Regions from separate parts of the Xenopus laevis genome. Here region 2 is linked to region 1. Evidence: chromatin contacts called from public Hi-C data. All regions are on one chromosome and are shown on one strand. Each heading gives the region's core, a stretch centred on a gene start, on an enhancer-like site or on the middle of the called end of the contact. The rest is flanking DNA. Distances are from core to core; before and after follow the strand shown. Region 1 overlaps LOC121397070 (stonin-2-like). Region 2 holds the start of LOC121397070 (stonin-2-like).

Region 1 (5,455 bases), core at 1,263-3,762:
TGGGGCAGGATGTGAATGATGTGTAACCTCTGTGAAGTGCTGGGTAAATGTCAGGAATATATTAAGACCATGAGTTAAATAAATGGTATTAAAATAAAAATGCATTGGTGGACAAAAAAATAAAGTATGTACAGGCAGGTGACTGTGAAAGCACTGGTCAGGTCATAACAGGCTTGTTTCAATGATAGATTTAAACCTGATCAGTTATCTGCGATTTATAAGGAACCTTGAAGCCTGAGATCTATTTATAAAGAGATTAAGCAGGGACCAGTCAACAGGAACAGGGCAGCTGTCCCTGCTCTTCTGTCAAAACCGGCTGAGTCACCCCCATCTCCTCTCCTTTCAGTAAACAAGCATAATCTACTTCTGTATCAGAACACCTAGGTATCTTTATTTCCACAATTAACATGATGACATTAGGGAAATGTTACATACATGGTGGCAGCACAGGGAAGAAAACATGAAAGCACTGGTTAATAAAATATCAGTTAATAAATGTGTATTTTGTACATATCTGTCCTTCCCATAGAGATCTTGCTGTGTGTTTAGCTCAGGAAGGATCACAGTGCGATTCAGCTTTTATAGTTTGTTATGTTCCCAGATTGCAAGTTCCTACACCAAGGACCCACCTGTTACACTGGCCGGTGAATGCTACATTACTTGTTCTATTATCTCTTTTTTGTATAGCATAGCCTGAAATGGTGTTGTGTAAATAAATAAATAAACATAACCTTCTGGTTTGTTTTTTGCAGTGTCCTTGGCAGGGTATTTGACCCATCATTTCAACTGAAAGGGCTATTTGCCAAATTTTAGGGAATGTGTGTGTAATAATGAGTCATTGGAATAACATGGGGCCTCCTGCTTCCCACCCTGTGCTTGAACACAGGGCACACACCCCTTTTACTTCTTTTTCACTATGTTAGCAGTGATCTGGCATTTGTATATGTAGACCCATAGAATAGTCTGTATATATATATATATATATATATATATATATATTTAATATGTGTATTAATAAAGGAAGGTCGAAAACAAGTGACAGTGAAAATGTATCCTGTTTAGATGGTTGCCTCTTTATTTTGTAATTAATTATGAAGCCATTACCACAAGTTTTACATATAGGGTAATAGCAGATGGGATGTTTTGATGCCCATGCTTAATCTGCCCTAGCATGGGCAACAAAATGATTATGGGTGGCAAAACAGGCATGTGTTTAACTACTGGTAGATTATTTCATTCTTCGTATTTGTGTCCATTTGCTTACGCCTAATGTTGCTGAGGGCCAGTAAGCAGGTACTTCGTATACCATGAGCCGAGACCACAGGGTTAAATTAAGAAGACTCCTGGGGGCAAATTCACTAAGATGCGACGTTGCGCCAGGCGCAACTTCGCCGCTCTTCGCCAGGCGTAGTTTCGCCAGCGGTTCGCAAATTCACTAAAATCCGAAGTTGCGCACAGGGGTAGCGTAAGGTTGCGGAGTTGCGCTAGCGTTGTTTCGCTATATAAAGCGAAGTTGCGCTAGCGAAGGCTAATTTGCATACGGCGCGAAATTCAAATTTCAATGGAGGAACACGTATCTGCACTACAAATGCCTAGAAAACCTTCAAATCTGCAAATAAAAATTTTATTTTGCCCTACACATGTGCCCACTGTCTAGGTAAGTTGCCATGAGTCAGGAAAAGTAGGGGGGAGGAAGGGGAGCCCCAAAAAATTTTCGATTTTTTACAGCCTATCAGCCATCATGTAGAAAACACGCCAGCGTTTTTTGGGACTTAGAAAAAAAATTGACTTTTTTTGAAACAATCCCTATCTACTCTATTGCGCTTCGCCAGGTCTGAGGTGGCGAAGGAAGTCTAGCGTAAAAGGTAGCGTTCACTACACTGCGCAAGTTAGTGAATTTGCGTAGTTTCGTCGCTAGCGAAGATTCGCCTGGCGTAAGGTTGCGAAGTAACACTGGCGAAACTACGCCAGCGTTCGTTAGTGAATTTGCGCAGTAGCGAAAATGTCAAACGCTAGCGAATTAACGCTAGCGTTCGGCGCTTCACGCCTTAGTGAATTTGCCCCCTAGAGTGATAAGGGGCACAAAATGGCACCTCTTAGTGCTCAATCAAACAGCACTTGTGTCCACAGTCTTACTGCGTTCTGCAGCCTACCATAGGGAAAGGCACCTACGTGCCTTTCAACATTTGCCTCTCATGAATATATTGCTGCCAAAGTAGGCATAGCTAGATTCATGAGTAATGCACAGGTCCTTGAGCTCCGCATGTGTTTACAGCTATGGTCAGGGTGCAGAGGATGAAAAACATGGTAGTTTGCCCCTGTTTTTTGCATGTTGCACCCTGCCCCACCATCAGTATATGAGTCCCAAATTAATCTGTGGATAAATAGTAGAATGTATTACATGCAAGTAGTGAGGAAGGCAAGGACAGCCATAGCAGCAGCAGCAGCAGCAAAGAAACATTCTGTAATGCTTTATGTAACTTACCAACAACCTACAAATCCCAAGTGTAAAGGTTAACAAAGAATGATAGAATTCAAGCAGAACCCCACTTGCTGACAATGAAGATGCTTCCTGCACATGACCTTCTATCTATCAGCAGCACAGCTGAATAGCCCGTGAGTCGCTCTTCCTCTGTTTCATTATCACCACAGGCAGCCCCAACTCAGGTCATTGACTCTTCCTGAATTCCAGAATGTGCTGTAGCAGAGGTCATAGTTCCTGTTGTTCTGGCTGAAAGTGTCTGAGAATCTTCCTGCAAGGAAAAATTACTACTGTCATGTTTATATAGCATTATGAAATGTAATGTACATAACTACTTGTGAGTTTTCCAAGACCAGGATGTGCATCAGTTATCATGCTTCTAATACATTTGTACAATGTTGTTTTTATTGCTCATTACAAAACAATGAGTTCTGTTCAAAATGGGGAAATGCAAAGAAGGATATACATTTAGACTGACACAATGTATGAAAGGACCATGTTGAGAGCTATTAGTTTAGACTGTGCATTCTACAGTTCAGTTACAACTTTTCAGGATTTATCTTGTTAGATAATTCTAGTGTGTAAAGTATTTTACCATGTCATTTATCTAATCTGAAAAACAAACAACAAGTTTTAATAATTCATTATGTAGGTGTATTCATGATAGTTAAATTGAACCATTGAGAGCGGATGTCTGTGACTGTATTACCCTTGAGTTGAAGAAGCTGCTCAGATGAGTTGTGGAATGCTTTCAAGATTACACAGCAAGTCCAGTTGCCATAGACAATACTAGATACTATATATCATAAAATGGATAAATTAAAACCTTTATAGACTTCGAGAATAATACATCAAATTTTGTACTGATTTCTGAATATGTTAAAGTAGCACTAAATAAAAATAATATTCTAATTTATCTTATCTCATCCCATTCTACAGACAATTCCTCTTCTTTTCAAGAGGATGAGGACTTAGATATGGAAAACCTTGGCTGCTCCATCAGTAGTTTCTCCATAAACGGGCATACAGACTCACCAACAAAGTCTACATTTCGAAACTGGGTCACCTTTGAAGATGAGGTTGTTTCACCTTCTCCAAAAGACTCCAACCAGAAACAACAGGAAAGTCCAAAATCCTCCTTTAAAAAAAGGGAACGGCCTAAAAGTTCACTGGTTGATTTCCAAAGAGCACAAAGACTTGATTTTAAATCACTACACAGACAACTCTCTTTAAATTCCCCTCCTACAAAAACTCCTAATCCATTTCACGATGAAACATTGAAGAATGTCCTACCCTCCCCAATAAATCCCTTCAGTTCTTATTTTGAAAAGCAAGAAAAACTTTCTGAGTGCTCCTCTGTATCCAGTGATCAGGAACCATGCCAAAGAAATTTCACTTCTCTTCTCTCTGAAGAACTTGATACTGAACAATTTGAGGACTATCGGAAAAAAACCTTGCAAGCTGATGCTGTAGAGTGCCTCAAGCAGATTCAACTGGAAGACCCAGATTCTCCTGGTAGTCCAACTTTGCCGGATGATCCTCTAAAAGATGTTGATACTATTGGTCCTTCTTTAAGCTTCACTAAACCTCAGCCAAAGGATGGCTGGTCAATGATGCTGAGAATACCAGAGAAGAAGAATATCATGTCTTCCAGACATTGGGGTCCCATATATGTCAAGGTTACGGAATCTGGTATCCTGCAACTTTTCTATGAAAAGGGTCTGGAGAAACCCTTCAGAGAATATAAACTTGAGCAGAATCATGAGATATCAGAACCCAAACTCCAGAATTATGATGAGAATGGGAGGATTCACACAATTAGGATTGATAAAGTTATATACAGAGAAAAACGGAAATACCAACCTATGCCTTTAGTTACTCACACAGGAGAAAAGGAGCAGGTAGTCAAACTAGGTACCACAGACTATTCTGACTTCATTAGTTTTATTGCTAATATCCAAGACATTTTGTTTATGCTACCAGCCACAATAGATCTTAGCACTGTGCACCAAAATTACACTGAAGAAGATATCACTGTGGATGTAAGAGATGAATTCCACGGAATACTGGGCAAGGGAGATAACCAACTCATTCTTCATTCTGTAGTCACTCATATATATATTCTTAGTTTCATCTCAGGAATTGCTGACTGTAGGATGGGTCTTAATGACATCCTTATTAAAGGGAATGAAGTTGTTGCCAGAAATGACATCATGCCAACGACAACAACCAAGTGGGTGCAACTTCATGAATGCAAATTCCATGCGTCTGTAGATGAAAAAATGTTTCATAGCTCTAGGATGGTAGTGTTCACTCCACTGGATGCCTGCAAGTTTGAACTAATGAGATTCCGGACATTATTTTCTGAGAAGACTTTGCCTTTTACCCTCAGGACTGCAGTTTGTGTACGTGGAGCTGAAGTTCAGCTACAGAGTTGGTTGGTTATGTCAACTGGTTTCTCTTCAAATCGGGACAATTTATTGCAAGTGCCCTGTGAAAATGTTACCATTCGACACCCTGTCCCTGCTGAGTGGGTTAATTATTTCCGAAGGGACAGTATGCTTGGCGAAAGGTCACTGAAGGCCAAAATCAACAGGGAAGCAAGCTTTGGCTCTCCTGGCCTGTCTGGGTCAGAACCAGCCATGAGAGTTACGCTAGGAACAGCAAAGTATGAAAATGCATATAATGCTGTCGTATGGAGGATTAACAGGCTGCCTGATAAAAACTCAGGTGAGGGGCACAAGAACAGAAGTTTAAGAGTACTGCATGTTTATAAGCTAAGCATACCCATTGAATAAGGATCTACCGTATGTGATATAATACTTTGAATTACATTCTAGTTTTGTATTGCTTTAAAATGCATAACTATAGATTCATGCAGAAGTGGAAAGGTGTGGATATTAAACTGATTGGAAAGGAAACATAAATTTTTCCTACAATGTGAATACTTTATTTCTTAAAATTTTAGCTGCA
Region 2 (5,455 bases), core at 1,375-3,874, 40 kb before region 1:
GGTCATACAGGTGCAGAGTTTTGCTGCTTACACATGTATTGGGCCAAAAGATAGCATCTCTAATTCATATCTGTTATGGGCTCATTTAACTATTGATTAAGGCTTTACACACAGCATTTTTTGTGCATTTAGAAAAGCATGCTAAACATTTAAAAACACAAATGTTGCATTTTATGTGATATTTGTAAAGTGCATTTTTTTTGTCAGTTCCAAACACCATCCTAGTTTATATTGCTTTCTAAACACATGTCAAGCACCCATCTGTAAGAGTCCCTAGAAACCTGGAAAATGCCTTTTGATTGGGAATCTCATTAGGCCATAATTGCCAATTGGGTCTGTATAGCCCCCCCCCCCCCAAAATTGTGCTCACAAATAATCCCACTGACCAAATTGTTGGCTAAATCAGTATATATCCACTAACCTGGTGATTTGCTAAATCCTTTAAAACCTTTGTTTTAAATCATCAGTTTATTGTGGGTACTTATGTTGCAATTCGTGTTTTCTACAAATTCTCAAAAGATCCACTAATAGACTTTCCAGCTGATGACTGTGGAGGGACAGTATGAATGAATCCAGATTCCGTGTAGCAACTTAGGTGGTGCTCTATCTGGGAACTGTTGCTCAGGGGTTCCAAGTAGAACCAGAACAAGAATGAAATCAGATGGCACTCACACACTCATTCGCAATTTGCTGAATATTCTTGGTGTATTGGAATCTTAATAAACCAAGAATATTCAGTACATTTTGCATGTGTGTATGCCATCTGATTTCTTTCTTGTTCTGGTTGACTGTGGAGGGATCCTGGGAGTTACGGTCCAGAAACTTTACAGCCCTTGGGTCTCTGCTTTCTGGACATTGCATAACATCTATACAAGTCTAAATAGGGTTCATTTGTCAGAGGTACAGCTTTAACTGTAAGATGCAGCAGCATATCTAGTAGTCATAGACAAAACGTCAAAGATTCAAAGGAAAAGGAACTCGAGCAGATTGACTGCAAAACATTTATTCCAGGTAGTGTTTTTTCTTGAAGGGTAAGGGCACACTGGGTGATTCGGGAGATTTAGTCACCTGGCGACTAATTGCCTCGTCTTTGCGGCGACCAATCTCCCCGAATGCCTTACCTCTGTCTTGTGCTGGCTTAAATGAAAAATCGCCTGTGGCATGGTACATGCAGTGCTTCATATTCCGAAGTTGCATGAAGCTGCCTTGCGAGGAAACTTCAGGTGACTTTGGAGTATGTCACCCGAAGCGACGCGTGTGCCATGCCACAGGCGACTTTTCATTTTAGCCAGCACAAGACAGAGTTAAGGCATCCGGGGAGATTGGTTGCCACAAAGACGTGGCGATTAGTCGCCAGGCGACCGAATCGCCCAGTGTTACCCTACCCTAAATCTTTGATGTTTTGTTTATTCAACTGAGCTGCTGCACAGAGCAACCAGAGTAAATTGGACATATAACTTTCATTGTTTTGTACAGTCAGACCACCAACCCCATTCTGTGCTCTAGTAGTGATAGGTCTGAATCATCTCAGCTTGCTAAGTAATATGTGATTTAGAAATACTGGTAGTGCACTTCTTTATATAATATAATTTGGTGGTGCTCATTGCAGGGGGTCAACTGTAAACTCCCCAATTAATGAACAATTAAAGAGAAGAGGGGGACTCAAGAAACTCCTTATCAGGGGCACAGAAAAATGCAGGACTCCTGATGAGGAGCCCCAGTTTTTTTGGGAAGGAGCAGGATGACATGCATTGGATTCCTATGTAACAATAAAAGCATATATTTATATTTTCTGCCATTATTCTGTCTAAAAGCTGGTCTTAGTTGCCGACTCTGTAAACTGTTCTAAATTGATACATTTAGTTGATACATGTCTTATCTTTGTCCCTGCTGAGCAAAATCTCTGGGTTTCATTACAGGCAGCTGTTAGAATTGATACAATAGTTGCTAATACGCCAGAGATGCTGCTGAGAAATGTGGCAAAATTGTAACAGTTCTGAATCGGCAACTGAATTACTGAGCTGAATTACTGAAACACCAGAGACAGGGACATTCTACTTAAATTGTGCAAAAAAATTAAAGCAAAAAATAAAGCATGGAAACCAACTGAAAAAAAAATCTTTATTTCTGTTGAACAATCTGAAAACTAAACTGAAAAAATAGTTTGGAAGGTGAATACCCTTTAAGCTTTTGCTTGTTTTTTTTTTTTTTAGCTTTGCTGGTGCACATTATATCTACTTGCCAGTCTCACCTGAGATATAATCACTAGTCTGAAATGTGTTGGCTTTTATTGTGGCTCAATAACTGATTTACACACGAGACATTATAAAAAGCAAGTATCCCTATCACTTCCCACCCTTATAGGACCTCTTTATGATATTCAGAGGGGCATGGGGATTTGTAGCTTACTAGTATCAGTCTGTGAAGCTGCAGCACTGGGGCGCTAACGTCTTTGCCTGTATATGTTGAGCTATAAAATCCTGTGCTGTTTACAAACCCACTCAAGCTTCATGCCCGACACTTGCACAGCTCAGCTCTGCTGCCAGGACACATACACGGGGTTAAAGCATCAGCCCTTTTGTCCAGATGTTCGGATAGAACCAATCAGCAGGTGTTTACACGGAGGAGGCGGGGCCTAGAGATCTCGGTCTCTCCGGCTCACAGTTCCGAGTTGGTTCGTGGAGGCGTTTTGTCTGAACAGTGTCCTGCTGGGAGAGGGTTCGTGTGGGCACAGGGGGTAGGTAAGTGCAGTGGCATCAGTTGGCACATGGATATGGAGAGCTGGGTCGAGCTCTGTAACAACATAAGACTTTGATCAAAACCTGTGAAGTCGCTGAGTACTTCATTTCCTTAGTACCCAAGAACCTCATTTAAGTAGAGCTATTACACCCCTGTACTACCTTATCTCTGAACTACCTTGAAGGAAATAATAAGCTGTTCAGTCTGGCAGATCCAGTTAAAGTGCCAGCTGACTGACTGCCACTCCTAAATGCCACATACAACTGCAGGTAGGTAACCTTACTAACCGATGCCCGCACGGTGTCATTGTAGCTCAGCCCAAAGTATGGGGCCAAAAATGAACACTGAAATATATCTTCTAATGGTTTCATACAAAAAGTGTGTCCAGGGAATTGTGATGAGACAAATGCACTGGTGTCTGTGGGATGAAGTACTCAGGGTATGGCCATAAGGTTACTGTGCAATACATTTAGGGTATTTACTAGAGTGTTTATTTAGTTGTGTATTTTGGGTTTATTTAGGTGGGATGCATGCTGTCATGTCTATGGTACTGGATGCTATGTGCAGGTTTAGTTAACAGTGGGTGATATATGCATTCTATTTGAAAGACAAGTGAGAGACATGATTTGTCCATTTCATGTAGAGAGTGTTTAGGGGGAATGATGTCTTGTGACATGGTGTTTTAGGCAAAGGTCTGTATTCTATGGAAGCGGGTCTTTTGAATTTAGGAACCTTAAGAGGCATCAAGATGCATATAGTTTATGCCAAAATTGATACTGGATATAGTGTATTAAAGATCTTTGGTAAATGTATTTATTTCATATTCTTTACATTTAGAAATATGTGTGGGAACTGACATATTGCATGTCTTGGCTGAGGTATTCTCAAATCCTAGAAATAGTAATTTGTTATGACAGCACCCACGCATGTAAATAAAGGCAAATATGTAGTGTAGGAAGGTTCTGTTCTCATGGTTATTTATTCCTTTATACGTAAGGGTCGGTAGCAGTTGTGAGATAGCAAAAGTGAGATACACAGGGTGTGCTCTTTGATAAAGATGTACCAACATATGTGGGTGCTCATTTATTAGTATATAGTAATGACAAGTCTAAAGCAACTGGAATTTGAGTAATTTTGAACATTACTGATAAAGTTCAGTCTTAACACAACTAGAACAGACCCGAACTGGCAGTCTGTGAATTCTGGCAAATGTCATAGGCAGTCATTGTTTTTTGGACTAGGCCAGATGGACACTGGGAAAAAACCTTGTGGGCCCCACCCACCAAGATCTGCTCCCAGCTCTGCTCCCTGATCTCCCCTATTGGCGTGAAGAAAAAAAGGTAAGTGCCGGACAGGGGCTGGTGGAGGGGGGTTAGGCCTGATGTGGGGGGGTGTATGGGGTCCCTCTGACACGGCAACCCCCAGTCCAATGCTGTGGGCCACTTTGTGCCTGAAATGCCAGGGCCTATTTTTGAATCCCAGTCCAGACCTGAACTAAATATAGTCTATATCAAGACCTGGATAATGAAAACCTTCACAGACTTGGTGCTGAAGTAGCACAAAATCCCCCCCCCCCCCCCAAAATGCATTTATATAATTTTTTTTTATTAATTGCACTAGGTAAAAGTTGCTGCAAAATTTAGCACTGGTTCATATATTTTTGAAAGTTACACAATTCTTGTCATACAGTCCAGGGCCACTCGGCCTACTGAGAGAAAGTGAGGACCAAGGAGGAAGCTTGACACAGGCCAAAAGTCCAATAACACAGTTTCCAGAGGGATAAAAAGATTGTGGTTAAAAACAGGCAATTGGACAGGACATCAGAGGCCGGATGTGGGCTCATCTTTCTGTTTAGCCACTCTACATACTTACTTGAGGGAGTGACAAGGTAGGGTCAGGGTCAGTTGCAGAGTGTTAGGCCCCTCTGAAGATTGTGGAGGAGGGGGTGGACCCAAGTTGTTACACCACTGATTTAAATACACAGTTGATACCTCAGGATAAAAGTGGTTAATAACTGGAAAAAGATTTCTGGAGAATACTTATGTGGTCTGCCCTGCTAGAAGATCAATTAGGATGAGATTTGTGGCAAAAAAGAATATTCAAGATATTCTTAAATCAACAGAATAACTGAGACAATTTTTGATGCTTTCCTATATATGTTACCTTGTTCTGAACTACGAGGGGCCCTGACCAAAGGCTGTATCTCCAATGTACCTGAATACTGTTGTCTAAGAAGCATGAAAGCAAGGTGGCAGTGGGGAGAAGAGCCATTATTTTATTTCTAAGAGGCGATTGGACAGTGTAAGAATATCTGTCACTTTATTTGCTAGAGTTGATGTGCCATATATTGAAAAAGAAAATAGAAAATGCTGAAAATGTAACTTCACTTAGGGCATTAGGTATGACACTTTATTAAATAGACATGAAATCAGTTCTTTAAAAGTTATGGGTGGAAGTGGAAGTGCTGACTCAGAGGGGTGCTGATAATGAGAGTTGATGACATTTAATGTAAAAGTGACAGAAGAAATATCACATCCTCCACTTCAGAACTTATTGTCAGTCATTCCTTTATTTCCCCTATCTTTCTCTAATTGGGTATTGCATATACAGTAGATGCATAAGTGAGTTGCTCATAGGAGATACCTATTCTCTGACAGCAATATCCCTATTAGAAAGTATGATTTTCTTTAAAATAAATATATCAGCAGCATTTTGA

What was found. A called contact is a pair of places that touch in the nucleus more often than the background predicts.
Region 2: a Hi-C map of animal cap shows a contact between it and region 1, with 4 times the contacts expected there. The contact joins the promoter of LOC121397070 here to the enhancer-like site in region 1. A contact is called at or near these places in 3 of 4 Hi-C or Micro-C datasets (the XL177 cell line, the XTC cell line and animal cap).

What each region holds. Positions count from the first base shown.
Region 1 is chr8L:74,820,023-74,825,477 of Xenopus_laevis_v10.1, reverse strand. LOC121397070 (stonin-2-like) reads left to right here. Exons shown (of 7, transcript XM_041572999.1): 5 at 3,422-5,212. Among protein-coding and RNA genes, the nearest start is that of gtf2a1.L, 24 kb to the right of the region's middle. Within about 2 kb of position 2,512, at least 1 of the 7 cell types and tissues checked has an H3K27ac peak or open chromatin away from gene starts, as enhancers often do.
Region 2 is chr8L:74,860,069-74,865,523 of Xenopus_laevis_v10.1, reverse strand. LOC121397070 (stonin-2-like) reads left to right here and starts at 2,624. Exons shown (of 7, transcript XM_041572999.1): 1 at 2,624-2,741.